2 separate regions of the Mus musculus genome follow, and region 2 is linked to region 1. Evidence: chromatin contacts called from public HiChIP or PLAC-seq data. All regions are on one chromosome and are shown on one strand. The core of a region is the stretch at or near the end of the contact, and the rest is flanking DNA. Distances in the headings are between cores, read along the strand shown.

Region 1 (2,700 bases), core at 158-2,657:
AGCTCACCCGGTTCTTCCTTCCTTGTATCCTGCTAGCTCAGTTCACATTCTGTCTCTTGTGGAGTGCACGCACAGTGTGAAGGTGTGTGGTGTAGGGTTCCAACAGCTAGATGGCAGTGTGTACGCTGTGGCTTCTCTGGCTACCCAGCAGGGGATGACCCCTGGCTGGTATCCAGCATACAGGGGCCTCTTGGCCTGGTGGACAATAAAAGCCAGGCCACTTTGTGCCCAGCAGAACTCACCCTGACTAAGCAGTCAGTGCTGCCACTGCCTGCATTAGGAATGGATGCTTCCCTCAGGTCTGGAACCAGTTAAACAGCAAAGACGAGGACCCAGGAGGTAAGTGGCAAGCTTGTGTCCACATCATGAGGCAGAGGGGGATGTGAGAGATGATGAGATAAGAGAGAATTTCCCAAGTTTCAGAATCCAGAAGGCAAGTGCATATCAAGACGTCACTGCTGGACTGATAGGAGGCTCAGTCAATAAAGCCCCTGCGCTTGCACACGGATAGGAGTTTGATCCCTAGATAAAAAAGAGCCAGGCACGGTGGCTCATGCTGGGTCTGTGGAAACAGGGGGCTCCCTGGTGCTGGCTGGGCAAACAATCCATACTACTTGGAATGTTCCAGGCCAAATGAGAGACACTGTCTCAAGAAAGAAACAGAAACACGGACAGCACCAGAGGAACATTTGAGTATGAACTTGGCTTCTATGTGCATGTGCATACACCTACACACACACAACCCTAGACACACATGTACACACACATGCCTATATACCACACACATACAACCCTACACACACCTACACACACATACACACCTACACATCACATACACACTTACAAACTACATACACACACATACCTACACACATCCATACACCTATACACCTACATACACACATACACATATACAACACCTACACACCTACACACATACCCATACAACTACACACCTATACACACGCTTACACACCTACATATACATCCATACCCCTACACACCTACACACACATACATACACCTACACACACCTTAAAACACACAAACATACACACCTATATACCACACACACATACACACACACACTTCAATGCAGAAGTATAGAAACAGCTATAAGGCTATGCACCATCCTTCATACAAAGACGAAGCTAAGAGCCAAGTGTGATGGCTCATGCCTGTCATCCCAGCACTGTAAAAGCAGAGGCCAGAGTTCAAGAGTTCAAGACCAGCTTTGGTTACCTAGCACGTTCAAGGTTAACCCAGGTTACATGAGCCTCTTCTGGAATACAGTGATACCACATCTCTCCTAGTTCAGCAGAGCTCGCTCTGAGACTTAGTGTGGATGTGTTTCCTCATACATAGTTATGTGATTAGGCAACTGTAACAGGCAAAGATAAGTCAGGCAGCGAGTACTCGCTGGGGTGATTTCCTTCGCTGTGTTTCCGGAAGCTGCATGAGTAAATGTTGCCCTATGATATTCATAAATGCCACTGACACCCAGAGCCAGCAACCTTAACCTATCAGCAGTGGCTGTGTGTCACGCTTCCATGAGTCAGCTGGAAATACTTGGGGACTCCTAAATGCTGAGTGTGGCAGCCAGATTCACCGACTCACCTGGGAGATCAGGGTTGGAATCCACACAGATTCCGGGCTTGCCAGAGAGATAGCTCGGGGGGGGGGGGGGGGAATCAGCCTGTGTCACACAGAAACTGCAAAGCCCAGAGTGCCATTAAGTTCATTTTGGAACAACTATGACAGTGAGCATTGTCCACACCTGCCTCACACCACCAGAGGCCACTGTCTGAAGAAGACATTAAAGCAAGATAATTAACACACAGTTGTCCCCATATCTGCAGGGACCCAGGACTCCGAAATAAACAGATGGCATAGTATTGGCACAATCCTACTGCCTCAGTCTCCCGAGTGCTAGGACTACAGGTGTGTACTACTGAGCCCAGTTAAAAGAATATTCTTCACTCTTGATTGGCTGAGTCCATCAATGTGGAATTTGGGGTTCTAGGGTGGTGGTGGCTGGAGATGTGGCAAGTGGTCATGACAACAGCAGGGTTGGACCTATTTCTCCCCCTCAGTCCTTGTGGTTCACCAGTGCACAAGGGAGGACACACCAAATGTAGGGAGTAAGGAGGGTGCTGGAGAGAACAGTGGTCCTTGAGCCTCAGAAACTGTCCTTCCTCACAAACACCCAGAACAGCAAGGATGACCCTTCTCCTCACAGGACAGTCCTTGGTTCAGTGACAATTCTTGAGTGGCCATACTTGCCTGTGGTGTGTGACATCACTCACAGGTGACAGTACCTGGAACTGTGAGTTAAAATCACTTAAGTTGTTTGTGCCCAACAGCCAGAGAAGTAACACACTCTTCAGGAGTTCCCACCCTTAGCCACCACTGTGCCTTTGTAGGTGAGAAGCCACCTCTCCCTGCTCTGCCTCCCATGTTGGGAACAGGCAAGGCCAGTGACCATGTGCAAATATGTTAGCGGCCCAGGCTGCCACTGAGGACAGGTGGCCTCCCAAGGTCCTGTGCTAGGTAGGTAGTAACACAAACTCCGCCTTCCTGGAGTCTGGGGGCTGAGTGCTATTCTAGGTCCCATGTGCACGCATTATGCATGCACTGAAGAACACCACTGTGCATTAAGGCCAAGGAAGTAGAGGGGCTTTGTGACTGTTGCAGGCTGGA
Region 2 (2,700 bases), core at 194-2,693, 210 kb before region 1:
CACTTTTTCCTTCAGATAGGGTCCTGCTGTGCCACCCAGGCAGGCCTGGGACTTGAGGTGCTTCTGCCTCGGCCTTCGGGGTCTGGCATTGGTGGCCAGTGCCATCCTGTCCAGCTTTGTCTTTTAGTCATGAAAGCGTGTTCCTGTGGTAACAGATTGCTCCTTCTCTCCAGATCCCCTCATCAGCCTGTTGTTGCTTTTAATCAGTTCCAGAACCCTGTAAGGTCAGCTGTGAGCTGGTGAAAGTTGTTTTTCTAGTATGTCAGCCAGTGGTGGGGAAAGCTATTGCTAGACAGCTCTGTGGGTTCTCCAGTGGTCTGGCAGGGGCTGCTTTCCTCTGCCTGAGGTGAGCTGCATACTCTCAACTGCACAGATGCCAATGTTCCTTCCTGCCCTTGACTGTGGTCACACATGGCGTGCCTGGGTCATCCCCTGAGTTGTTCTTCCTTTAGACTCAGCTCACTGTGGTTGGCTTCATCCTGGGCATCTCCCAGGTCACCAGGGTATCTCACAGGAGACCCCTAGAGCAAAGCTGGTGGCTTGTGCTAACTGGCCCTGAGGAAGCAAGATGAACTGAGTTTAAGAATGATGATATGTAGTCAGGTGGTGTGCACACCTTGAATCCCAGTACTCAGGTTGCAGAGGCAGGCAGATCCCTGAGTTCAAGGCCAGTCTGATCTACAGAGAGTTTCAGGATAGCCAGGCCTTTACAGAGAAACCCTGTCTCCAAAACAAAAACAAACTCATTGTGTGTATGCATGTATATGTGTATGTGCCACCAAGTATACTTGGTAGTCAAAGGACAGCTTGTGTGAGTTGGTTTCTACCATGTGGGTCCCAGGGTTTGAACTCGGGACACTGGGCTTGGAGGCAAGTGCCTCTACCCAGTGAACCCTCTCACTGGTCCCTGGGCTGAGGTTTGAGGGCAGATGGTCAGTGACAAAGCAGAGGATGGGACAGGAGCCTGCTTTGGGAACAAGGTCATTGCAGATATGGAAGAGTGAGGGTGGCGATTCTATTTCCTGCTGTGGGGGAAGCCTATGGAACATTCAGCCTTTACTGAAGGAGCCTGAGTCCGGGCACAGCTGCACACACCTGTAACCCAGCACTCGACAGAGCAGAGGGCGGGCTTGGTGTGATTCCAGGCAGTGGTGGAGGCTTGCAGAGTTGGGGGACTTGGGTAGAGAAGATGAGAGTGATAAGGCCTTAGGCAGCCAGGATGCTGCAAGGCTGCCTCAGTGGCAGGGGAGGGCCATGCAGCATGCTGAGGGGCACCCCTCAGGGTTTTACCTCTGCCAGTTGGAATAGACTGAGCAAGGAGGCTGGGTAAGGTGGCAGGAGACCAGGTGTGTGGTGGCTGAGAGCCCTGTTGCAGAAGACATAAGGAACTAAGTGTGTTAGTCAGAGGCTGGCATTGAGGAAGTTGTGGTGTCTGTGGTTAACAGTGATGGTAAAGATGGCGACCACTGACCTTGTGCACTCGTAGTCAGGAAATGATGTGGTTAGCATTGTCTCGTCTCCCCACCTCCTGCCAGCCAGGCATGGCCATTCTCTCCCTGTCTATTGTCCTATGGAGATGCCCAGGGAACTGTGGGCAGGATCAAGGCCCAGCTATGCCACGAGGCTGTTCTGAGAGCAGTGTTCATCCCGATAGTGACTAGGATAAGGTGGTAACCTCGATACCAGCCTGTCCTCTCCTGGACAGGAAAAGTGTTCCTCTGTGGTGCCTTGGGCAGCTGCAAGTTGTCCACGGACAAGAGTGGCCACCCTTGGGCTCCAGAGCCAGGTTCTGTGGAGAAAGGGCCAGAGTGAGGGCTGACTTGGCAGGATGGATCAAGGGCTGAGGACGGGGGGAGACTCAGGAAAGTGGAATTGCGATCAAGAAGCTGGACTGGGGCTGAGCGAGCCTCAGAGGTGAGGCTGGCTTAGGGTTGGGAAGGCCCTAGGTGTTACCCCAGCACACTTTAGAAAAAAGGGGGTGTTGTGATCTGGAAGGCAGGAGTGAGAGAAGGGAGCAGAGGGTGTGGAGATGGATCAGGGCTCCTCCAGGCAATTGCAGATCAGACAGGAGCCTCCTAAACAGCTAGGTGAGGGTTGTTCTGAAAGAGCAGGCTAGGGTCAGGTTTAGGGGCGGGGTGTCTGGGAAGAAGAAAAGGGGTGGTGAGAGCAGCTAAGGTGGGCCCAGCTCTGAGGGCCCTCAGCTGAGAGTGGCTTATGGGAGATCAGGCAGGGTTCATCTCCCATGGTCTCAGCTTCCCTGTGGAAGGGAGATGGACAGGGGCTGGTGGGGCAGGTCACACTGAGAGTAGCCCATTGGAATCAACGTAGTTGAAGGACACTACTTTCACTGGGGAGAGGCCCCTGGACCACCTTCAGTCTCCCTTCGTGTGGTATGTGTTGGGACTAGTGAATGTCCTGAACCCTGAGGTTCTTTTTAGAAGCCACATGGCTAGGGCTGTTGTTGGTGTCAAGAGACCTGTCAGCCCATGCTTAGGTCGGCCACTGACTTCCTCTGTCCCTACCAGAGTAATTCTGGAGCCTGTAAGCATGGTTGAGGTGTGGGAAGCTGAGAGAGCCTACAGAAGAGCAAGGAGGGGCCTGGTAAGGTGACCCTGTGACCCACAGAGCCTCACAATGACTCATGGTCTAAGTTCAGGAGCATGCACCTGCAGGATCATCAGTATGTCTGTGGAAGGGGAG

What was found. HiChIP or PLAC-seq counts read pairs in DNA pulled down with a chosen protein or histone mark.
Region 2: a contact with region 1 is called in an HNF4G HiChIP or PLAC-seq map of pancreatic cancer cells. The contact joins two enhancer-like sites. A contact is called at or near these places in 3 of 484 Hi-C or Micro-C datasets (the Patski cell line, embryonic fibroblasts and liver), 6 of 115 datasets of contacts at active chromatin or transcription factors (embryonic basal ganglia, embryonic forebrain, embryonic hindbrain and 3 more) and 3 of 9 other capture datasets (adipose tissue, liver and pancreatic islet).

What each region holds. Positions count from the first base shown.
Region 1 is chr7:144,232,423-144,235,122 of GRCm38.p6, reverse strand. All of the region lies in intron 4 of Shank2 (SH3 and multiple ankyrin repeat domains 2), which reads right to left. Among named protein-coding and RNA genes, the nearest start is that of Shank2, 58 kb to the right of the region's middle. Within about 2 kb of position 1,407, at least 38 of the 459 cell types and tissues checked have an H3K27ac peak or open chromatin away from gene starts, as enhancers often do. A contact at or near this core is called in pancreatic cancer cells, where this site is marked.
Region 2 is chr7:144,446,029-144,448,728 of GRCm38.p6, reverse strand. The region is part of intron 12 of Cttn (cortactin); the gene reads left to right. Among named protein-coding and RNA genes, the nearest start is that of Gm34561, 16 kb to the right of the region's middle. Within about 2 kb of position 1,443, at least 76 of the 459 cell types and tissues checked have an H3K27ac peak or open chromatin away from gene starts, as enhancers often do. A contact at or near this core is called in pancreatic cancer cells, where this site is marked.